4 separate regions of the Mus musculus genome follow, and all the other regions are linked to region 1. The links are chromatin contacts, called in public promoter capture Hi-C maps. All regions are on one chromosome and are shown on one strand. Each heading gives the region's core, a stretch centred on a gene start, on an enhancer-like site or on the middle of the called end of the contact. The rest is flanking DNA. Distances are from core to core; before and after follow the strand shown. Region 1 holds the start of Grwd1 (glutamate-rich WD repeat containing 1). Region 2 holds the start of Ap2a1 (adaptor-related protein complex 2, alpha 1 subunit). Region 3 holds the start of Prmt1 (protein arginine N-methyltransferase 1). Region 4 holds the start of Cd37 (CD37 antigen).

Region 1 (3,554 bases), core at 771-3,270:
ACTTCTCCAGCCTGGAGTCCGAGGTATGACGCGGCTCGGGCCCCCCACCCCCGCCGCCCCCTCGGTCAGCGCAGGCCACGACCCGAGGGGACGCGCTAAGTGGACAAGACCCTCATGGGTTGGGAAGGACAGAAACGGACCTGGCTGGACCTCGCCTGGAGCAGCGTCCTGCGCCCCACCCCCTTGCCTTGGGGGAACTATGAGCCAGAGGGGACTCGGTCGCCCAAATCTCACCCATCCTGAGAGCAAGGGGGCGGGGTTCTTGGAGCCCACCGACTCTTTTTTAAACCCGAAAAGGGCTTTTTAACGTCACCTGATTGGCGGGAGGTGTGGGGGGGTCACGCCGCGCCCCACCCCTACGCTCCGGGCCATGGCCCTCACATCACTGTGCAGCTCCCTAGCCCCAGACACACCTCTAGGGGAGCCTGTTTTTAACCTTTCATTCATCAGGACTCAAAACTGTGAGACGCGTATGCCAAACTGTGACTCCAGACCTTGGCCCCGCCACACAGAAACCCCTGACCCCAGACTGTGACTTCCAACACCTAAAATGATCATCTGACCCCAGACTGTGCCCCGACCAGACTGTGACCCTTCATGTCAGACCTCAATGACCCCTCCCTTTTAGATCCTTGTTGGCTCTGACCTATGACCTCTCCTCCACGAAAGTCCTACCTTTACCTGTCTCCCCCCACTCACCTACCACCCCAGATGCCACCAATCACATCTTCAAGTCCAGCCCTTATTTGTGACCCTTCAGTGATAATCCAGCAGACACTCCACCCCCAGGTCTCCTTTCCCAGATTTCAGCAGGGTCTGAGGCTGGGCTGAGAGGAGGGTCTGGGAGCCCACACCTGACCTTTCCTCCCCTCTCCCGCTCCTACACTGCAGTGTTTGGAATAAAACCATGTTTTTACGCCTCCTCAGTCCAAGCCTGAGTTCTGTGTCTGTCCCTTCAACTTCTCTGGAGAAAAATGGAAACTGAGAACTGAGTCCTTAGGGAGGACAGTCAGACAACAGAAACTGGGCTGGTGGTGTAGCGGAGGCAGGGTGTTGTAATATTCATAACACCCTGAGTTCAGTCCCCAGTCCTAGAAAACAGGAGATTGGGGAAAGCACAGTCAACCCCAGGAAGCGGCAAGAGTCCAGGGGAGAGGGGTGGAGAGGTGACAGGGCAGAGACAACACCCCCAAGAGTAGAGATACAAAAAGGGATGCACAAATTAGGACCAAATCTAGAGACCTACTCCTTGCTACTGGCAAGAATGATTTGATGGGTTATTTTATGCAAATGGAGAGTGGCCAACCCACGCCTTGAATCTCCTTAATCTCACCAGTGAGGATCTGTTTCCAATATTTCATTACTCCAATTAACCAAAACTCGGGTGTACATGGGTAGATAAAGAGAGCTGACTCAGTTGTAGCAGCAGCCTCAAGAGAGACTTTCTGATTAAGTGCCTGCTGACCAGAGCTGCCCTGGGAATGCCTGGTTGGGAAATGGTCTGCCCCTGGAGGATAGATCCAATCCACTAACTTATACATAATGTCCAGCCTGTCTACCCTAAAGCATTTTGAAATAATTTAAAACCATCATAACAAGGAGAGGAGAAGAAATCGGCCTTAAAGGTCCTCGGGGAACAGAAGCCCAGTCTCCTTGCCAGTAAGTGCTCGTTTACATACATGAATAATTAACTAAATGGAAAGACAACCCTGGGAATGAAAGGTGGAAGATGGAGAGGGCTCTGAAGCCGAGGACTTCTGTAGAACTACAACTCCCAGAAGGTCTTGCCATTGCTGCGCGGAAGAATTCCCCAAGGTCACACGAAAGACAAAATTGCTCCTAATATAAGTCTTCTCACTGAGCCAGGACGCGGTTACTTTGTGGCGGCCATCTCTCTGCGCATTACCTTCTTCTGGCTGGTTCACAGGTTTCCAAGGTAACAGTACAGTGGGACGGGTCTTAGACTGTGGGAGGTGAAACCCGGAAGTGACGCTCTCACTTCGCGTCCGGGGCAAGAAGGTTCGAAGATGGCGGCGCGCAAGGGCCGGAGTCGCACGTGTGAAACCGGAGAACCCATGGAGGCTGAAACCTGCGACCCAGGAACCGAAGGCCCATCCCAGGTCTACCTGCCCGGCAGAGGGCCGCCACTGAGCGAGGGAGAGGAGCTGGTAATGGATGAAGAGGCCTACGTGCTGTACCATCGTGCGCAAACTGGTAGGCAGAGGGACCTGACTCTCGGGTCCAGGGAAATGAAAGGCCTGTCTTGGGGTCTGGGGGACGAAGGGTCTGGAGTCTGAGGATTGTGACCCTGCAGACTGCCGGCCTTTGGAGGAGGTGGAGGCCGAGTTCCCAGTCTCTCGTTCCTACTCAGCAACTCTAATCTCCCCGCCCATCCCTAGGCGCCCCTTGTCTCAGCTTTGACATAGTTCGAGATCACTTGGGCGACAACCGGACAGAGCTCCCTCTCAGTCTTTACCTGTGTGCGGGAACCCAGGCGGAGAGCGCCCAGAGCAATAGGTGAGACCCAGGACCTTTGCAAGACATCCACAAGGCCCCACGCATTAGGGCTCTCTGCTAATGCCAGACCTAAAAGTCTGGGACCCCAGCCTCCCTCCTCCTTCAACATCCCGGCACTCAGTTTCTAACCCGTATTTGCTTCCCCAGACTGATGATGCTTCGGATGCACAATCTCCATGGCACCAGGCCGTCACCCTCAGAGGGCAGTGATGACGATGAGGAAGATGAAGATGAAGAGGATGAGGAGGAGCAGAAACCTCAGCTGGAACTGGCCATGGTTCCTCACTACGGTGGCATCAACCGAGTTCGGGTACAGTCTTTCCAGGGGCTTGTTAAGGATTCTCTGCAGCACACCCCTCCCCCTAGATCCAAATGTCTCTCAGTACCTCCTCCAGCCCCTCAGCTTCTCTCCCTCCCCCCTCATTTTCAGACATTTTCACTCTATGAGCTGATAAACAGATAATAAAGGCTGAAACAGCTCCTGATTGTGGTGAAACGCAAGGGTGTTACTGAGCTGTTGCTTAGGAACTGAGGCAGGATAGAATGAGTTCAAAGGCAGCTTAGTGGTAGAGCGCTCACCTCAAGTTCAATAAATAGAGCACTTTATGATCAGGTAGATGAGCAAAAAAGGGAGACGGTATACAAGGAGCATGTAGAGCAAAAGCCAACCCGTAGCTGGACCTGTCTCTGTTGGACCTGTATCTGTTACATTATTCCCAGAAGGTTTAGCCTGTAGACAGAAAGCTCTGGGCCCATGAACATAACATACTAGTGGGAAAGGGAACAAGAGAAAGCTTGTAGTTTGTTACAAGATGCTGAGTGTGGTAGTATAAGGGTGTTCCTAGGGTAGAGTTGTTTTTTGTAAATGGTGAATTTGAGGAGGACTGGGTAAGTCGGTGTTCTTGGACTAGAGACCTGCAGCAAGTGTCAGGGCTGGGGTGTTTGTGGAAACAGATTTGCAGAGAAGAAAAACGAAAGTGCCAAGACCCTGGGGTGCACCTGGCACACATGATTCAGAATCTCAGGGGAAACTGGAG
Region 2 (3,554 bases), core at 684-3,183, 900 kb after region 1:
CTGTGATTCCAGGCCAGTCTGGTGTACATAGTGTGTCTCTGTTTCAAAACAAACAAGCAATATCAGAACAACAGCTACACAAACAGCCTGGACATGTAGGGGAACAATGAGGTTCCCATCTGTGTGTGAGGGGCCTGGAATTAAAGGCTTTTCTTTTCACCCAGAGCTCAATAACTCCTCTTGTCCTTACCAGGCTACAGGAGCAGAGAAGCAGCGAATAGGAAGATAGGCTAATTGGAGACAGACTTTGTATATATTCTTGCTACATTTTATGTCTCCTCTTCACATCCCTCCTAGGACGATTAGTCCAAACATCTCTTGCAAGCTGTATCCTTAAGTATTTTATGAAGTCTCTAATACTTAGAAACTCTTTAGGAAATAGACATCTGATTTTGTGACTTTTTTTTTTTTCCAGTGCTGAGGATTGAACTCAGCATTTGGATGTAATAGTCAAGTACTCGTCCACTGAAACAGGACTCAGTCCCTCACTGGGGGATTCAAGGCAGGAGGTTTATATCTGAGCCACACCCCAGCCCCTCACTGGGGAGTTCTAGGCAGAGGCTCTACCTCTGAGCCACACATACACCCATTCTCTCACTGGGGGATTAAACGTTACATCCTTAACCTTTTCTGTTTTTGAGACAGGGACTCTCCATGTAGTCCTGGCTATCCTGGAGCTGTTTACATAGATCAGGCTGGCCTCAAACTCACAGAACACTACCTTCTATTCACAAGGACTCAGTGCTGCCTCTTCCTAGGTCCCAGGACATAACTACCTTCTAGACCCATTCTGGGGGTGTCAAATTAGAAAAGCCTGTCAGGGGTGCCGTTTTGTTCATGGGGATAATAGACATGGACTCTCCCAAGTCCCTTTGCCCCAAATTTCTCAATAACCCCGGGCATTGGTGTTCTGGGGGCTTTGACTTCCCTGCAACTAGTGAACCATAGAACCTAGGGAGTCGGAAGCAAAACAAACTGACCCAGTCCTCAGCTGTGGCTTTAACTGGCTTTTCCTTGAGTGGTTCTCCAGAACTGATGGAGGAAGCAATTTTGATCTTATGACCATTATAGGCAGATTGTCTTCGGTACTGGGGTTTAGGGAGGAAAAAAGAGTAACCTATATTGAAAAATGTTTAAAAACCAAAATAGTAATCCCAGTTTTCCATTTTTGAGCTGTAGTCTTGGGGAAGCCACTCAATCTCTTTGGACCTCAGTGTCTATGGTAACAATCCTTAACCGGCAGTCCCTCCTCTCATGGATAAGAGGTTTGCAGACAAGTCAAATTTCCAGGCGTTGTTTTTAGGGAAGGGAATGCTCCCGAGGCCGGGGCTCGGGAGTGGAGACCGACTGGGAAGAGGGAGGCGCCTGCGTAGTGGACACCTCACGGTCTACCGCCTCGCCCAGCCCCTCTCTGCAGCAGGGAATTGCAGGCATCGCTCCACCTATCGCAGTTCAGCTAACTGACAGGGCTTCTTTCTCCTTCCTTCTCTACGGATCGTCGCCCTTTTGCCCGCCCCCCACAACCGCCCCTTCGAGGGCGGAAGTATGACGCTTCCGGCGAATCGGCAGAGCCTTGCGAAGAGCAATCTCCTCACCCATTGGTCTTCTTTTCCCGAAGTTCCGCCTCCTTCGGCCTCTTACATCCCGCCCTACTGGCGCGGAGCTGGTAGTCCATCCAATTAGCGTTGGTCTCGGCCGTTCAGGGGGCGGTCCCAGAGTGTGTCATCGAACTCCCCCGTCTCTAGGGCAACGCCCCCTGCCTCCCTGCTCCGAACGGAAATAGCCCGGTACTGCACCAATCATCACCTGGTGTCTTTACTATTTAGCCAATCAGAGAGAGAGGAGGGCGGGCGTTCTATTGTGAGCGGCAGGGCTCTCAGCTAACAAGTGGCGTACGTTCCCGGATGACAATCCGTAGGGGCGGGTCTGAGGCGGGGCGTCGGCCTGCAGCCAGCCCGCCGCTAGCCCGCCCTCCCCCGGCCGGCTCCTCGGCGCCGTCTGGGGTCCTTTCCGCCCGGTGCCGCCAGCCAGCCCCGCGCCCGTTCGGCCAGGCTTGGAGCCGAGCCCTCCGCCATCATGCCGGCTGTATCCAAAGGCGATGGCATGCGTGGGCTCGCCGTGTTCATCTCCGACATCCGGAACTGTGAGCTCATGACCGGGGCCCGGGGGTCACGCGGCGACCGGGCGGAGGGAGCAGGGAAGCGCGGGGGTGTCCTCCCGGGAAGGACCAGGATGGCGCGGGCGGACGTGGCGGGAGGAGGTGGAGGGAATAGGGCAACGGGTTAGGTAGGTCATTCAGTGCCATCTCGAGCCTAGATGGAGGAAATCAGGGACGCAGAAGAGATGGGAGGCGGGCAACCACCTAGGGCCAGGGGCCAGAAGTTGGGGAACTGCCCAGGAACCAGAGATGATATAATTGGGGACAGCAGAAAGACCAGATATAATAAAGTGGGAAGACAGCAGAGGGACTCGAGATGATAAAGTGTGTGTGTGTGTGTGGGGGGGGGGGGGGATCAGGGTAACCAGAGATGATGAAGTGGGGAGATACCAGAGGAATCAGAAATAGAAATGGGGTGACAGCAGAAGGATAGAGAAGATAAGGTGGGGGACAGCAGAGGGATCAGTGATGGAAGTGGGGAAACTGCAGAGGAAGCAGAGATGATAGGGTAGGAACAACACCATAGGGCCCCCAGATGATAAGGTGAGGACATAGCAGAGAAACTAGAGATGATAAGGTTGGGGGGACAGCAGAAGGACCAGAGATGAAGAGGTAAGGGACAGAGGACCAGAGGATGATGTATGAAAAGACTCTACATGGAAGATTGTGTAAAAGACATGGAAGGCACCAGGTGTACTTGTGCAGGCCTTTAATCCTACTACCTCTGAGACACAGGTAGGCTGATGATCTCTGTGAGTCCATGACAGCCAGGGTTACACAGAGAGACCCTGTCTGAAACAGCTAACGTCCCCCTAATCCCCCACCCCCAAACAAGGACAGCATTGAAGAGGCTACATGTAAAAAATAAGGGACTATAGTATAAAGTCTTGGGGAACCTAAGATACCAGCAGGCTCTGGGAAGGTATCACAGAGTGAGTGTTTATGATGGAAGCAAGGTATCTTAATGCTCTGTGAGAAGAGCTCTATCAAGCTGGGGGAGGGGAAGTTTGTACCCTGAGGAAGGGAACAAGGCAGGCCTGGATCCAAGCCTTTTTTGGCTTATTACAGCAATATGAGGACCATAGTCCCTTCTAGGAAGGGTTGTAACAATGGCCTGGCCTGGCTGCTGGTCAGCTCTCAACTCCAGGGAGTAGATGCTCTGTGTGGAGCTGTCAGGACCCTTCAGAGGGTCCATGAGTAGATGTGGTCAGCCAGAGCTGGCTTTGTGTTACAGAACTCTGTCACTGGGTGACCTTGAACGAGGGACCTCACCTCTCAGTTTATTCCTGTCAGGAGAGGCTGCTGATGGCTTCTTAATGAGGGGTGGCTGGGCTGATGTGGGGTGAGGTCCTAGGCCAGGTCCTTGTAGCTGCTGTTGGCATTGGCTAACATCTAA
Region 3 (3,554 bases), core at 756-3,255, 840 kb after region 1:
ATGTAAGATGGCAGCAGCCCCAGGAAACTGGGATGCAGTCAGTGAGGCTGAAGTGAGTGAAGGTGGTTGAAGGATTAAGACATCGTCCTGGAGGTGGCAGAAGGCCTCATAAGGCCGTGGGCTGAGGGGCTGGTAAGTTGTAGAGAATGACAGAAGCACCAGGGCAGAAGGTGACACAGAAGGTGTCGAGGGGGTAGGGGTGGGGGAGATTGACACAGAGCAGAAAAGGCCCTGGGGCTATTGAGATAGGGGGACAAAGTAGGACAGGCTGGAGTCAATCAGATCATCTGAGAGAGGCACAGGCAGGCTAGATCTTCGACTTCTGGGCCAGCCCTGTCTACAGAGTGAGTTCTAGGACAGCCTAGGCTACACAAAGAAAAAGAAACTTTGTCTCAAAACAAAAAGGCTGGAGAGATGGCTTAGCCATTTAGAGCACTGACTGCGCTTCCAGAGGTCCTTAGTTCAAATCCCAGGAACGATATGGTGGCTCACAACCATCTATAATAAAGGGATCCAATGCTCACTTCTGCTGTGTCTGAAGACAGCTGTTGTACTCACATAAAATAAATCTTAGAGGAAAAAAAAATCATACTGAACTGGGCGTGGGAAGCATGCCTTTTGGGAAGGCAGAAGCAGGCGGATCTATGAGTAAGAGGACAGCCAAGGATACACAGAGAAACACTATCGAGGAAAAACGGGAAAAAAAGGGGGACCATATTGGCTGGGCAAGATTTTCATAGGCCTTAAATCTCAGCACTTGGGAGACAAAAACAGGTTGATCTCCACGGCGAGTTCCAGGCCCAAGGCACAGTGAGAATCAGTCAAACAAAAGATCTACCAGATTGTAAGTGTTGGTCTGCAGCAGAGGGTAAAGGTGCTTGCCGCTAAGCCTGACGACTTGTGTTCAATTCCCTACACTCACATCGTGGGAGAAAGGACTCCTGTTCATTGCTTTGTGACCTCCATACGTGCAAGGCACACACGAATGCATGCTCACACTATACAAAGTAAGTGTTAGGCGTTGGAAGGAAACAGGTCAGATGTGCTCGCGTACCTTATGCGGAAGCTCCCACTGGAGGGCTCATACGGGAGTTTAAAGGATCTTATGTTTGGACCATAGACTGGTGGGACTGAAGGCAAAGGGAAGGTTCACGAATCCAGCAACTGACATCCATCCTCAGGGAAGGAGTAACTTTCTGCAGATTCAGGGAAATTTCCTGGAAGAGGTGGCGTCCGAATTGCCGGTGATTGACGTGTAGGAGTTGGTCAGACAAAGGACGCTGGGTGTTTCCCGCAGAGGACCTGGAGGCCACGAGGAGGCCACAGGTGTTCAGAACTTGGCGCCTTCCAGCACAGGGGTGGGAAGCTCACAGCGAATCATGGCTGGTTTCGGAATCACAGACTAGAATGCGCCCTCATCCACGTCTCAGGAATTGGGGTTTTCCCTATAACTTAACGCGCCCACGCTCCCCAGTTCCTCCAGAAAACATCCAAGACCGGGGTAGGGGGTATGGGGGAGAGGAATCCACAGAATGGTGATGATTGACATTCCTAAGAGCCAGTTGCTGCTGCCCAAAGCTCTGCCTGCTTCCTTATGGGCCAATGGCCCCTCTTCTTCTAGGCCTGTCGCTTAAACAGGGTGGCGTTAGAGCCGCGAACGTCACCTTTGGCTCAGCCAATATCAACGAGGGAGGAGGGGATTAGCTTAATGATAGACAAGTCAGTTTCTAGACGTCCGCTTAGCGCGGAGCCCGCCGGGAAGCTCCAGGGCGGAGCTGGCCAGAAAGGGGCGGGAAGATCTGGTGAATTTTACCCAATCGTCACACGTGCTGGGTGAGACAGACAGGCAGTTGTTCTCTTCCTAGCGGACAGGAGGGGGCGGGCCTTTAAACGCTAGGGGGGCGGGCACTTTATGTTTGATAGGCGTGTCTGTCATCCAATTGAAATATGAAGCTCTCAGATGGACGGCTTTACAGACCAATGAGAACTTATGGCGGGGTATCGGGGGCTGGGCTGAGGACCCTCTGGTAAAAGGCGGTCCCCGGTCGAGCCGGGGGGAGAAAAGAGAGAGGGGGGGGTCTCGGAGGCCGGAGGACTCGGGTGAAGATGGCGGCAGCCGAGGCCGCGAACTGCATCATGGAGGTGAGTAGCTGGGCTCTTTAGGCCCGGGGGCGGCGCGAGACGGGTGGCCCACGGCCTGAACTGTGGGGACGGGGCCTTTTGATGTGCCTGGCTTCGCGTTGGTCCGCATCGGGGGATGTGTTCGATCGTGACGGGAGAGATCTCGGCTTTCGGTGCTTTGGGACCCGCAGCCGAGCCGAGGACTGTCGCACGTGGTCGCGGGCCGGGGGCGCTTCCAGCCGGGCCGCACGTGGTCTCGCAGAGTAGCGTGGGGAGGGGGGTGTGCCGCCTCGAGGGGCCCCGTGGGCTCCACGTGCAGGACAAAGGCCCCGCCCCCAGCCCGATGACCTGGGCTGCACTCAAGGGGTCCAGGGGTTGCCACCCGCTCTCCCTGGCTCGGCTGTGGATGTCCATGCAGCCCGGGCTCTTTGCACCCGCGTGGGGCCTGAGAACATCAGTCCCCAGCCTCCCTTTCCCCAACTCTGTGTTAGCCTTGTGCAGCGGGGGGGGGGGGGGGGGGGGATGGGCATAGCCCTGTGACCTCTCTTTAAGGAGATGGTGGGGAATCTCATCCGAGGAGATCCGGATCCGTCGCCGGGCACCCCCTCGTGGTCACTATGGGCGTGTGAGAGGGGCGTCTTTTTTCATGGGGCGTGGCCCAAGCCCACCCCTTCATGGGAGGGCCCTCGGGTGGATGGATAGTCAGAGGTCAGTGGTGGGGGATAAAGGAGTTCGGATGGCCATGGGCCTTAACCTCCACAGAGCTCCATTTTTACCAACTTGAATGTGGCAAGGGACCCCTTTTTGAACATTTCCGCCTTTTTGCCTAATTTCCCCCCAAAACAGAATGAAATTCTAGCATCTGCCTTGCTTACCTGCTTATCGTTGATTGTTCGATCCTAAGCTGTATTCCTCAGTCTACTTTTTACTTAGTTTAATTAAACAAATGTGCCTGAGCCTGGCGGTGGTGGCGCACGCCTTTGATCCCAGCACTTGGGAGGCAGAGGCAGGCAGATTTCTGAGTTGAAGGACAGCCTGGTCTACAGAGTGAGTTCCAGGACAGCCAGGGCTACACAGAGAAACCCTGCCTCAAAAAAAAAAATGTGCTTGGCCTTGAACTCACCCTGTAGCTGAGTATGGCCTTGAACTTGCCATTTTCTTTTGACTTCTGAGTAGCTCATCATCAGGCTTGTAAGGCAGGTCCTAGACATGGGTTTCAAGCTCTCTTCAGTCATTTGTCAACCTTCTGGTGTCCGTCTGTACTATTGAAAAAGTGGGGCCCACGTGGGAATCTCACCTCCCAGGCTGTGGGGAGCTGAGAGCTTGGTTAGGTTGTGACGTTTCTCTGGAAGCCTTGGGTGGCAGTCATTGATGGTATTTAATTTGATGGGGCCCATACCTCTTCAAGTTCTCTGGAGGGGAAGGTCAGTTGC
Region 4 (3,554 bases), core at 492-2,991, 590 kb after region 1:
TATTCCGTGTTGATTTCAAACCACTGTTAATTACTAAACGCCTCCCTTTCAGGAGCAAAATAAACACACACACACACACACACACACACACACACACACACACACACACACACAAAGGCCAATTAGGGATTTTAAGGACAGCAGATAAGAATTAAAAACTGGCAAATGAGAGGCCCAGATGTGCCACCAAACGGTGTTCCATCCCAGACCCCACAGGAGGAAGGGAAGATAAGCTAAGTGTCTCAACCTATCTGTCCGATTATTGGGACAATGAAGCACAAAGAAAGGGGAATCTCCCCCTAGGAATCTCATGCTGGGAAAGGGAAAAGATGCCAACCAATGGTTAGCGTGTCCCTGAATAGGATTTCACACGGCTCTAAGAGCTTGGGCGACCACAGGTTGAGGTTGAAGCCCAGACGATGGTGGGTCAGTGGTGGGTAGGACCGCATGGTGGACTGCATAGACATGCATAACATTAGCCTTCTATTTACACCTCAGTCTCAGTGAGGGACCCCAAAAATGAATTGAAGGGGATCACCAGATCGCTTTGTGCCCTTCTAAATGTGACCACACTGTGTGTAAACCTTTTTCTGTTTCCTCTAGAAATTTGGTTCTTTTACTTGGCTTATTGGAGATGGCAGAACCTGCCTTGGAGCACAGCCTGTGGCAGGAGAGGCCCAGTCCCGAAAATTTATCTATCTTCTGCCCTCTATAAGCACCATGTGGCGCAGACATACACACACACACACATCGTTAAAATTTTTTTAAAAAAAGATGAACAGCTTCCAATGTTGTCCTCTGGCCTCCAAAGGCGCGCGCGCGCACACACACACACACACACACACACACACACACACACACACTAACACATACAAATACACATACAGAAAGAAAATAGATGAGACATGTCTCAGAAGGCAGCTGCTGTCCCAGAGAACTAGGCTTTGGGTAGATAGGTGATAGGAACTTCCCACATTAGAAATCTGTGAGGAACTGGGGACTTGACAAGTGTCAGGGACTTCTTTCTGGGCACATCATAGGAAACTTTGAAGATGCTAGGTATGCTCAAGTGACCCCCACTCCAGTGCCTGGCTTTTCTGGGGCCTCCTCCCCTCAGGTTTCTCCGCAGAGGTAGGAAGTGCCATCTGAGGTTCACTTCCTCCACCGGATATTCAGGCACTGCCTCGCTGCCCTCCTCACTCCTGGGACTGTCACACCTCCTCTGCAGCCCTTTCACTTCCCCAGGGGTCCAACCCTGGCCCCCAAGCACATCGGAGCACCTGCTCTAGAAGAAAGAGAGCAAAGAGAGAGACCCAGGGAAAGAGACACACAGGACAGAGACCGCAAAGGCCCAGAGAGACAGAGACAGAGAGGCAGAGACAGCGCGGTGGCTCGAGGCTAATGGGTGCTAAGCAGAAGATCACAGGGTGCAGGGGGCGGAGCCAGTAGCCAGTGAGGTCAGAGTGTCTGTGAGGTTGAACTCTGCAGAAACAACCTTGAAGTCCCAGGACCCACGTGAGTGGAAGTCCATCAGAAGCCCCTGTGCGCCCTGCCTGAGCTATGGACACCTGCGAGGAACCCATTGTGTCCCTGGCACCCACATATTCCAAGGACCCTCAGGTACTGCTGTGCACTCGATGGAACCCTGAAGAAGATAGGGCCCCCGCTGACAGTCACTAAATGAACAGGGCGGGGTGGAGCTCCACCCCCCCGGAACTTCCTCTTTCTCTGCCGGTTTCCTTTGTGCCTCTCAGTCTCTGTCTTTCTTTGCCCACTATTCCCCTTCCCCCCTGCGGCCAACACCTCTTCTGTCTGGGTTTCTCGAGTGGGTCATTCCCCATCTAGGCGAAGATGTCCGCCCAAGAGAGTTGCCTCAGCCTCATCAAGTACTTCCTCTTCGTTTTCAACCTCTTCTTCTTTGTGAGTCTACTCATGGCTACCCAGCCGGGGTTCCAGGGCCACAGTGGCCCTTGATCCGCCCTAGCCTCATTTCTTCTCTTCCCCTAGGTACTAGGCGGCCTGATTTTCTGCTTCGGCACCTGGATCCTCATTGACAAGACCAGCTTCGTGTCCTTTGTGGGTGAGGGGGGCTGCGCAGTAGGGGAGGGTCTTTGGACTTGAACCCAGAATCCCACCCCAAGGCATCTCCTGATATCTCACTCGCCCTGGGGAGGCCCTCAATAGCTACTATCTTCCCAGGTAGGGCTCCAGCTCTGACTGGCACCCCACTGGCACTGCCAGTAAGCTGGATGTGTGCTGGTAAGTAGGAAGTGTAAAGCAGATGTAGCCGGTCATGCCTGTCATCCCAGCACGCAGGAGGTGGGAGATCAGGAGTTCCAGGCCATCCTAGACTACACAGTGGGTTGGAGCCCAGGCTGGATAATGAGGTCCTGCCTCCAAAACAACCACAGCACCATGAGGTCGCGGTTAGGAACAGTAATAACAGAAATAATAGCTATTTCTCAAATACTTCCTGTGTCTCATTTTGGACTGGAACTCAGAGACTCTCCCTTGTTGAGGTTCAGAGAAGGGAAGTCTTTTGCTGGGTGTCACACAGCCAGGAAGGGGAAGAGCAAAAATAAAGTAATAATAACAAGGAAACCATTTAAGGAGGGGACACCAAAACCATAGCAACTCAGACTCACCACATTGACCGCTGAATTGAACAGCGTTTTCATTCGAACCTCGCTCAGAACAATTCTAGGATATATGTGGTGGCCCACACCTGACATTCCAGCATGGGGAGGTGTAGGTGGGAAGATCACAAGGTTCCAGGTTACCCCTGGCTACTGAGTCCGAGGCCAGCCTGAGTTACCTGAGACTCTGTCTCAAGAAAAAAGAAAAAAGGAAAGGAAAGGAAAGGAAAGGAAAGGAAAGGAAAGGAAAGTCCAGGAAATCGATCCTTTATTTCTTTGCCCTCAAAAAGTTTAAGAAATGGATTCAGCTGGGCATGGTGGCACATGTCTTTAGTCCCAACACTTGGGAGGCAGAGGTGGGCAGATCTCTGTGAGTTCAAGGCCACCTAGAGTACAGAGTTCCAGGAAGGCCAGGGCTGTTACACAGAGAAATCTTCTCTGAGAGAGAGAGAGAAAGAGAGAGAGAGAGAGAGAGAGAGAGAGAGAGAGAGAGAGAGAGAGAGAGGAGAAAGCACCTCAGCGTGGGGCAGAAGCAGAGGCCCACCCAGGCAGATTCAGAGGAAGGGACACGGGGATCCAAGAGTCACGGCCTTCCTGGGTGGCCGAGTGGAGCTGCTGTCCTCTCCTCCACCCACTCTCACTGCTTGTCACCACCTCAGGTTTGTCCTTCGTGCCACTGCAGACTTGGTCCAAGGTCCTGGCTGTCTCAGGTGTCCTCACCATGGCCCTGGCTCTCCTGGGCTGTGTGGGGGCTCTAAAGGAGCTGCGCTGTCTCCTGGGCCTGGTGAGTGGCATTCCCCACCCCCCGTTTCGGGCCAGCCCCTGGGAGACCCGAGGGGCTGAACTCCCCCTCCACTCTGTCCTCAGTATTTTGGAATGCTGCTGCTCCTGTTTGCCACACAGATTACCCTGGGCATC

What was found. Promoter capture Hi-C pulls out the DNA fragments that hold promoters and counts their contacts. Capture Hi-C pulls out chosen DNA fragments and counts their contacts.
Region 2: a promoter capture Hi-C map of pre-B cells shows a contact between it and region 1, with 4 times the contacts expected there. The contact joins the promoter of Ap2a1 here to the promoter of Grwd1 in region 1. A contact is called at or near these places in 2 of 39 promoter capture datasets (liver and pre-B cells), 1 of 484 Hi-C or Micro-C datasets (CD4 T cells) and 1 of 9 other capture datasets (adipose tissue).
Region 3: a promoter capture Hi-C map of liver shows a contact between it and region 1, with 2.7 times the contacts expected there. The contact joins the promoter of Prmt1 here to the promoter of Grwd1 in region 1. A contact is called at or near these places in 4 of 39 promoter capture datasets (cranial neural crest, embryonic stem cells, liver and 1 more) and 1 of 9 other capture datasets (liver).
Region 4: a promoter capture Hi-C map of liver shows a contact between it and region 1. The contact joins the promoter of Cd37 here to the promoter of Grwd1 in region 1. A contact is called at or near these places in 3 of 39 promoter capture datasets (cranial neural crest and liver) and 1 of 115 datasets of contacts at active chromatin or transcription factors (bone marrow-derived macrophages).

The regions. Positions count from the first base shown.
Region 1 is chr7:45,829,255-45,832,808 of GRCm38.p6, reverse strand. Grwd1 (glutamate-rich WD repeat containing 1) reads left to right here and starts at 2,020. Exons shown (of 7, transcript NM_153419.2): 1 at 2,020-2,214; 2 at 2,400-2,517; 3 at 2,665-2,827. The coding sequence starts at 2,028. It overlaps Grin2d (glutamate receptor, ionotropic, NMDA2D (epsilon 4)), which reads left to right. Exons shown (of 12, transcript NM_008172.2): 12 at 1-326. The coding sequence ends at 29.
Region 2 is chr7:44,927,869-44,931,422 of GRCm38.p6, reverse strand. Ap2a1 (adaptor-related protein complex 2, alpha 1 subunit) reads left to right here and starts at 1,933. Exons shown (of 24, transcript NM_007458.2): 1 at 1,933-2,143. The coding sequence starts at 2,077. It also overlaps a transcript of Tsks not described here.
Region 3 is chr7:44,984,871-44,988,424 of GRCm38.p6, reverse strand. It overlaps Prmt1 (protein arginine N-methyltransferase 1), which reads left to right and starts at 2,005. Exons shown (of 10, transcript NM_001252476.1): 1 at 2,005-2,142. The coding sequence starts at 2,107. Gm15545 (predicted gene 15545) reads right to left here and starts at 1,525. Exons shown (of 2, transcript NR_045266.1): 1 at 1,055-1,525.
Region 4 is chr7:45,237,026-45,240,579 of GRCm38.p6, reverse strand. Cd37 (CD37 antigen) reads left to right here and starts at 1,741. Exons shown (of 8, transcript NM_007645.4): 1 at 1,741-1,920; 2 at 2,008-2,080; 3 at 3,296-3,420; 4 at 3,504-3,554. The coding sequence starts at 1,852.